Linked DNA regions of Mus musculus: all the other regions are linked to region 2. A link is a contact called in public Hi-C data. All regions are on one chromosome and are shown on one strand. Each heading gives the region's core, a stretch centred on a gene start, on an enhancer-like site or on the middle of the called end of the contact. The rest is flanking DNA. Distances are from core to core; before and after follow the strand shown. Region 1 overlaps Kcnip1 (Kv channel-interacting protein 1). Region 2 holds the start of Kcnip1 (Kv channel-interacting protein 1). Region 3 overlaps Kcnip1 (Kv channel-interacting protein 1).

What was found. A called contact is a pair of places that touch in the nucleus more often than the background predicts.
Region 1: a Hi-C map of cerebral cortex shows a contact between it and region 2, with 3 times the contacts expected there. The contact joins the enhancer-like site here to the promoter of Kcnip1 in region 2. A contact is called at or near these places in 19 of 484 Hi-C or Micro-C datasets (the C2C12 cell line, cerebellar granule neurons, cerebellum and 13 more), 6 of 115 datasets of contacts at active chromatin or transcription factors (SST interneurons, VIP interneurons, embryonic forebrain and 3 more) and 2 of 9 other capture datasets (adipose tissue and pancreatic islet).
Region 3: a contact with region 2 is called in a Hi-C map of cortical neurons, with 1.4 times the contacts expected there. The contact joins the enhancer-like site here to the promoter of Kcnip1 in region 2. A contact is called at or near these places in 6 of 484 Hi-C or Micro-C datasets (cortical neurons, forebrain, gonadal supporting cells and 3 more), 1 of 115 datasets of contacts at active chromatin or transcription factors (forebrain) and 2 of 9 other capture datasets (adipose tissue and pancreatic islet).

What each region holds. Positions count from the first base shown.
Region 1 is chr11:33,731,160-33,733,949 of GRCm38.p6, reverse strand. All of the region lies in intron 1 of Kcnip1 (Kv channel-interacting protein 1), which reads left to right. Among named protein-coding and RNA genes, the nearest start is that of Gm12119, 98 kb to the right of the region's middle. Within about 2 kb of position 1,404, at least 13 of the 459 cell types and tissues checked have an H3K27ac peak or open chromatin away from gene starts, as enhancers often do. A contact at or near this core is called in VIP interneurons and cerebral cortex, where this site is marked.
Region 2 is chr11:33,842,381-33,845,080 of GRCm38.p6, reverse strand. It overlaps Kcnip1 (Kv channel-interacting protein 1), which reads left to right and starts at 1,395. Exons shown (of 9, transcript NM_001190885.2): 1 at 1,395-1,951. The coding sequence starts at 1,891.
Region 3 is chr11:33,759,788-33,762,662 of GRCm38.p6, reverse strand. All of the region lies in intron 1 of Kcnip1 (Kv channel-interacting protein 1), which reads left to right. Among named protein-coding and RNA genes, the nearest start is that of Kcnip1, 82 kb to the left of the region's middle. Within about 2 kb of position 1,277, at least 7 of the 459 cell types and tissues checked have an H3K27ac peak or open chromatin away from gene starts, as enhancers often do. A contact at or near this core is called in cortical neurons, where this site is marked.

The sequences.
Region 1 (2,790 bases), core at 155-2,654, 110 kb after region 2:
AAGAATCGATTGAGGCTGCCAGCTGGGCACAAGCATGATCCCCACTCCCACCCTCACCCCACCCCCACTCCCACCCCGCCACCCAGTCATCAGAGGGAATACCACCACCCTGACAACAGTCTGGTTTCAGACTCCTGATCCCCGAGACTGGGAGTCAATGGATATTTCAAATGGCATTTTTTTAAAATGGTGTTGGTTTGAGGTGTTTGTTTGTTTGCTTGCTTGCTTGCTTAATTGGTGATGCTGAGAATTAAACTCAGGCGTCCATGCTTTCTTTGCCAGTGAGCCATACCTCCCAAGCCCAATTGTCTGTCATGTGAAGGCTAATGGAACTTCATTTCAGCCTTGGAGTCCAGCCCACTCTTCTTCCCCTGGCCCTCTCCTCAAATACAGATGAGAGACTGAACCTTGAAACTGCTCTGAAACTGGCAGAAGGGCTGAATAAACTCTGGACCATCGCAGCAATGAGCCTCCAAACAGGAATGAGAGCACCACCTTCTGGTGGCTTTCGGATTAACACATCAAATGCCACAGGCTCTTGGCATTAGAAAGACTCCCATCAAGGGCTCTGAGCCTGTTTACAGCTCCCCTGGATCTCAAGACTGAGGCCTGGCCAGCTTTGACTGTACATCAGTCTCAAGGGATGGACTCCTTGAAGCATGTCCCTGCCTCCACGACCCAGGTTCTAGAAACAGCGGCCCAGACCAAAGATCACCCAACATTGTGCTGGGTGCCCAGTCCCTTGGTTCCTCTTGCTTTCTGGGCTGCTTTACCGAGTCTAATGCAGCCTCCAATACTACAGAATAGTCAAACAACTCAATAAAAATACAGGTCGTACCTATGGACGACCTATCTTAGGCTGATATTGCTTTCTTTCACACATTCAAAATATACTGGCTATCTGAGACAAGTTCTAGGTGCTGGGAACCCTGAAAGCGCTTGCGGTAGAAAGTCCCTGATTTGGTGGCACTGAGAGCCCAGTGCAGGCGAACATAGCTGGGAACCATCAGCACAAACGTGAAGCAGAAGGCTACCCATCTACCAACTGGATGATGATGACTTCATGGTCCCCTCCCTCCATCATATCTCTTCCCCTCTGTTTCATGACCATTTTGAAGTCTCCCTGGGTTTTCAGTAACTGCAGCTGTCATTCCAAAAATAGTTTGCAATTTTCAATAATACTTGCAATTTCATCTTCATCTTCATTTATACTTAAAGTGTGCGCCCTGCCCTGAACTCTACTCTGGCTTTATTCCCAGGTCCCGGGGAACAGACAACAGGGTAGGACAAGAGATGCTGCCTGACTCCTCGCTCGTTCCCCATCACTGACCCACAGAGGGTGGCAGTTGGCAGAGCAGGCACAAGTGTTGGCTTAGTTTGGCACTGTGTCAGCTGCCTCTGGCCAGAACAGGCTGCCTGTAGTGTTGTCCAACACAGCACACGGCCACCCCAGTGCTGGTCCCCAGGGCGCAGCATAGGCCCTTCTGCTGTTGGGACGCAGACAGATGCTTTTGGCTTTCGTAAACATCTCTGCTCCCCTGCCCACCACCCTTCATCCTCTTTTCTACTGCCCCCCCATTCCCAGAAGCTGCTTTCCCGGCTCGGCGGGAAGGACTTCTCCCCCAAACTCCTCAGGCCTGTTCCCCTTCTTCAGTATGTACCTGGTCCCAGGAGACTGAGGACCCCTTACATTATAGATCAGAGAAGTACAGGAGGCACAGGCTCAGCCCTGACACTAACAGTCACCTGAGGCTCCTCAGTATCTCCTTAGCTAGCTGCCTAACAGGATGCATGCTCCATCCACACGGTCACATGTATTGTAAGTATCAGACCCATGGCCATACTGCACTTGGGCATCTCTGGCTCCCTGGATGTAGGGTGAGGGTCCTACATCCTACCTTCAGGTGCATCCTGTTCAAGGGCTCCCAGCCCTGGGGCTGTGACCTGGGGAAGCAAGGAAGATGAAAATTCCAGAGTGTTCTCCACTCCTGCCATTGAGCTTTCTCTGTTCTCGCCTGACATGTCTGGCTTTAGTCTCTGGCCCTGGGACAAGGCGATGGCCATACACTGGATCCCAATACTCAGCATTCCTACATGCACACAACCACTCTGCTTAGACTGCAAGGCTAGGAGTGGATACTCAGAGTCGGAGCACAAGCCTGACATGCACAAAAACCTGAGTCCCACACATAGTGCCTCAAAAAGGATATAAAGCTACCATTCTCCCCTGCGCCCCTCGATCCCAAACTTTAGCTCAAACCCCAAAGTAATAAACTGTCTGGATTTGTCTTCAATTACAATGACTTCTGAGAACACCCAGGGTCTGGAAGGCAGTGAGACATGGTGGCGCACTGGAGGAGACTAGATAGAAACTGACCACAGGTGCTAAGAAGTGATACCCAAGCAGGAGTGATGGCAGCCACAGCACCAAGATATGCATGAGCTCTGCTGCCAAGGACAAGCAGAGTAGCCCAGGGTGGGGACAGACATGCCCAGCTCTGCACACAAAGCGGCCTGAACGTGTGAGTGGTGCCTTAGTGGTATCCATAGTTGGAGCAGTTCCTCTGGGCCCTTGAGACTGTGGTAAAGACCTTGGAGGGCACAGGAATGAGTGGGCAGAGGTGGAATGTGGTTGCTCTGTGGTGCCAGAAGAAATGGCTACATGCACAGCTGCCAGGCTTATCATGACCCCATCCAGTACCTCTTGTAACCTCTGCCTCTGCAAAGTGGGAAACTGAGGCTCGGGGCATCATACTCTGTCCAAGATTCCAGGGATCCTTGGTTCGGGGA
Region 2 (2,700 bases), core at 146-2,645:
CTCCTGTATGTGCAAGCTTATGTATTGTGAAGGAGCTGATGACTCTGCTCTGAGAGCACATGTGAGGGTCTTAGCTGGGGTCTTACAGGTGCACACCCCACCCACCTCATGTGTATTATGGGTTTGGAGTCTGTGTGCAGCATCTCAATATCTGTGTGGGCATGAGGGACCTGTGCCCATATGTTCATGGTTGCATATATGTGTGCGTGTTTATGACGCCATATGTTAAGGGATGCTGTGAGCTCCCAACACAGCATGTGTCTGTGTGCTGCAGAGGAAATGACTGGACAGGGGTCTGGAAAGAGAGGGGGTTGGGGATTCTCAGTGCAAACACAGAGGGAATCCTCAGTGAATGTCCAGGCAGACAGGGCAGACAGGCAGCTAGGCTGGGGAAGAGGAAATTCAAAGCTTTCTAGGGAGACACCTGTCATCAGTTGCCACCAGGAGTTGCCACAGGTCCTCCATCATTGCCTTTTCAGTGGAAAGCTGAAGTGGGGCTTGAGGGTTCTTGCCACCTGAAGGGAAGGTCATGGAAGGAAGATTGCTTTCTAAATTCAAGAGTTACCCCCTGGGTTCCTAACTCAAGTACTGTCCCCACAGGTGTCTGATTTGCAGGTGACAGAGCAAACACACACACACACACACACACACACACACACAGAGAGAGAGAGAGAGAGAGAGAGAGAGAGAGAGAGAGAGAGAGAGAGAGAGAGAGAGAACACAAAGAGGGGGTCAGGTAGCAAGAGCCTAAGGGGACCCACAGCTACTTCTCGTCCCACTTCCCCCACTTCCTGTCACTAGAAATGAGCTCTGGTCCTAGGGGATTCTGCAGGTCCCCAACACCTCCTACAGAGTTCAAAGGAGCCCTTCTTCTTGATGACAACTCTCTTTAGGTGGGGCAGACTTTACTCCACACCAGAAAGGTAGGCAGTGGTTAAATGATTTTCTCTAAAGTCAAATGAAATCTTAATGCCCTCCCTTTCTCTCTCTCTGTCTCTCTGTCTGTCTCTCTGTCTGTCTCTCTGTCTCTGTCTCTGTCTCTGTCTCTGTCTCTCTCTCTCTCTCTCTCTCTCTCTCTCTCTCTCTCTCACACACACACACACACACACACACACACTCACTCACTCACTCACACTCACATATTTATATTCATCCTGGGGGTCACCTGCTGCCTCCTACCCAAGCTGCACCCACCAGCCAGGTGCCTGATCACATCTGTCTGCCCAGAAGGACATCCCCGGTGTCCCGCACAGCCAGGAGTAGAGCCTTGTAGACAGCAGGGCCAGGTCCCCACCCCGCCCCTCTGCGGTCCCCAGGCGGCCTCCGCCGCCTCCCCCACCATCCCCCGCGCCTGGTTCTGAGCCCCGCTCTACTCCGCACCAGTCCCTGGCGCTGTTCATTCATGATTGGTACTCGGCCCCCTGAGATCCAGCCCGAGCGCGGGGCGGAGCGGCCGGGTGGCAGCAGGGGCGGGCGGGCGGAGCGCAGCTCCCGCACCGCACGCGGCGCGGGCTCGGCAGCCTCGGCCGTGCGGGCACGCCGGCCCCGTGTCCAACATCAGGCAGGCTTTGGGGCTCGGGGCTCGGGCCTCGGAGAAGCCAGTGGCCCGGCTGGGTGCCCGCACCGGGGGGCGCCTGTGAAGGCTCCCGCGAGCCTCTGGCCCTGGGAGTCAGTGCATGTGCCTGGCTGAAGAAGGCAGCAGCCACGAGCTCCAGGCGCCCCGGCCCCACGTTTTCTGAATACCAAGCTGCAGGCGAGCTGCTCGGGGCTTTTTTGCTTTCTCGCTTTTCCTCTCCTCCAATTCAAAGTGGGCAATCCACACCGATTTCTTTTCAGGGGAGGGAAGAGACAGGGCCTGGGGTCCCAAGACGCACACAAGTCTTCGCTGCCATGGGGGCCGTCATGGGCACTTTCTCCTCCCTGCAGACCAAACAAAGGCGACCCTCTAAAGGTAAGCACTCTGTCCTCTATTTACTCCCCTGGATAGGTTTGGGGGCACTGGGTGTTGTGTTGGGATGAAACGTCTGTCTCTCTTAGTTCCAAACCCACTGTCCGTGAGGGTTTTGGACAACCTCATGAATCCAAGGAATTAAGAGCCTCGTGGGAGGGTTGGTGTGAACACCCAGGGGTAGCAGCCGAAGTGGACGCTGGCCCCAGCAGGGGTGTGGGTACCCTTCTCTTCTAGGGAATGTATTGGAGCAAGACAGGCAGATTCACAGGTGGAGAAAACTGCGTTCTCTGGGGTGGGCGGAAATGTTGGGAGGCTCTTCCCACTCCCATGAGGGCTGATGTTGGTGCAACCTCGAACATCCAGCAAGGGTGCCTCCTTGGGAATGGCCATGCCTTGCCAGGTGCTGACTTGGGAATCTAATCATGAGGAAAACGGTGATTTACCGGTCCATCCTTAAAACCTCTGCAAGCCAAAAGGAATCAGCTACGTCCAGGTGGTAGAGCCCCCAGGCGGGTCCTGGGACACAAGCAGTCTGTAGGAAAAAACAAATAGCAGGGCTGTGCTGCTATGGTGGTCTGAGGACTTCAGAGGAATGGGGAGAACTGTCAAAAGGGGGGCTGGGGCGACAAGCTCACATATCCTGAGATGTCCCTGTCAGGAGCCTGCCTTTCTCCAGCTGTGGCATGCCCATCTTCAGTGGGACAGTTATTAGATGGCCACGTGGAGTCAAGTGACCTTGTTGGGCCAAA
Region 3 (2,875 bases), core at 28-2,527, 82 kb after region 2:
CACAACTAATGCAGGACAGATTTGCCCTCTGCAGGGCCAGCATCCTTGTGCTCACCACACATATTTCATAAACCCACTCCTGGGGCTTCTCAGCCCACCCTCAGGGGAGCCTCCCATTCCCACGAGGGACCGTGTGCACAATTTGTAGTCTTGCAAGATTTCACATGAAGCAAGTCCCATCATGTGTGTGTGCCTGTGGGATGCTGTGCTGTTGTTTACTATGATGGAGTGAGAGGCCAGGCAGCCAAGTTACTCAGATCTGATGGGGTTAATGATACTGCGACTCCTTGAATTTACTGGCTATTGCTATATCTCTCAGGACACAATGGCTTCCCAACACCTCCCACTTCTTCATAGGTATTATTCCTAACCCCGGAACAGTCCCTTGAGATGAAGCAATATCTCCTTTTACAGTGATGGAAGCTGAGGCCTAAAACGAACAAGTTCTCTGAAGCCATGCACCAAGAAGGCGATAGAGCTTGTTTTAAACATCGGACTTCCTCCTGTAGAACACTAAGTGCATCCCACCACCATTGTGCCTTGTCATGCTTGAGTACTTACACGCCCTCCCCCTGCCATTAATCCGTGCATAAATTTAAATGCTTTGAGAGCAGAGACCTTGTCCAGGTGGCTGGCAGACGCATGACTCTGTTAAGTCTTGAACATATAGCAGCAAGGCCAAGATTACCCCATCAGGCACCTGGCATCAGTGAGCAGGAACACTTGATCCAGGCTAGCCCACCTGGACTGCCTCATCTATGAAATGGGAGTAGAAATAGACTCCTCGTTGGGCGGTGTGGAAGATTTGAATGGAGATTCTGCAGACTGTTCTGCGTGTGTCTGGCAGGAGACTACATCGCAGAATTATTAATGCCACGTTCTGTGAGCTATGGGCCAACATGAGAGAAGCTTCCAACATAATTCATGCCTTCTGCTTGCTTCCCTCCTAGTTGGGGAGATAAAATACGCCAGTGAGAACTAAAGCAGAAAACTGAAGGCAATGCGGACTACAAATAAGCTCTGTATGTGTCAATCATCTCCGGGCCGATCCATGGGAATCTAGGAGTGTGGGTTGCCTTGGAGAAGGAGAACTGGGGTCAGAGAGGTCAAGGGAACTGTCGCATTCACTACAAGTGACTTCATGTGATCCACACACGCTTTGGCACACTGAAATTTGCCACGCATTTATTTTACTTTTTAACACAGTGTCAAGCCAGATCAGTGTGGGCAGGAGCTGTTCCGCGGGTAAGCTGGGGAGAGGAGGGACCTGCCAGAGACATCTGGATGCTGCCTCCGATATCACATCCTGTAGATTCCACACTTCTGAGCATGAAGCAGACACTCTCACGGGGACTCGCTTCATCCCATCTCAGAAACGTTTCCCGTAAAACCTGCCATAGGCTTGCCGTGTTTCCAACACCTAATGGACTTATCGTGAAGAAGGGACTCTTTTTAATTTACCCTGGGGGGTGTGGAGGCCGGGAAACACCACCCTTCCATCTTGGTGACAACAAACTCATTCTTCACTATAATTAAAATGTCACTTTGATAAATAATTCCATCAGCCCCCTTCCACCTATGAATAGCTTCCTGCTATAATTGTTCACATTCTGCTGAATTAGAAATATTCAACAGAGAATTTAAGAGGTATTTAGGCAACAGAGATAAATCGGGTGTGTTCTCCACCCTCCCACAGTCCCTCATTAAGTGAGACTTCATCCCTGGCTGGGGTGTCCCTCCTCCCTGAGCTCTCAATCACTTACTCCCTGAGCAGAGAGTGATGGGGGGCATGCTGTAGACGTGTGGGCCTCTGGAGAAGGCAAGGATTTGAGGATGCATAATTGAAGCCTCCCCTTCCCACACATCTCCACAAAAAACCGTAGAGGAAATGGAAGGCAATAGGAAGAAATGACCCCTGGAACGGGCATGTGAAACAACCCTGGAGTCCCAGGAACAGAGGAGACTGAGGCAGGAAGGTTGACAGCTTAGAGTCTACCTGAGCTGTAGAGTGACTCCAAGGCCACCTGGGACATCTTCATCAAGCCCAGTACTAAAATAAAAACAAAAAGAGGGCTGGGGATCTAGATGCTTGCCTAGGTTGTAAAAGCCTACTGGCCTCTCTAGACCTCTGATACATCACAGAAAGCAAGGTGGTCCTTGGAGAGCTTGAGTCAAAGTATAATTTCTGCCCAATAAGGAGATATGTAACAGTGTTTGAGAGGGGCTCCCCATTTTATGGAATCGGGGATCCAAGACTCTTCAGCATGAAGATAATGGCTTCAACGACATAGCTAAGAAGCCTTGAATACTCATGAGTGCCCAGCATGGTTTGAGGCATACAGTAGGCTCCCCATGTATGCCTCACTTGCTTTATTCTTGCTGGCTCTTCCTCCTTCCTAAAACGTTGCACCTGTTTGGTTTCCACAAAATGCACAGACCAGAGCACGGCACGCTGAGCACACCCTGGGAAGGATCACAGTCCAGCCTCTGATTCAAGGAGAAAAAGCTGGAAGTTAACCCTTTCCACTCTGAAGAAAGGGAACAGCCATACAGCTAAAACAGGAACACTTCACAGTCAGAAAGTTGTGGTTCAAAGACAGCTTGCTCCTCAGACATAATGACTGTTGCCATGACTACGTGTGCTAACCCTTAGCTACCATCCACATCGAAAGTGTCCTGAAGCTTGTATAAAGCACAGTCAGGTACCACACCGCCATGGGGTTTTGACCTGCATGCACACCTGGTTCAATTTAACTTAGTCAGCCTTAGTCTCCAGCTGTTACTTCAAAAACATATATGAGTCAGGGGATACTTGAAAGACTCCAAAGTCCAACTGAACACACACCCCTAGACCGGTCTCTTCCAAAAGGCCCTG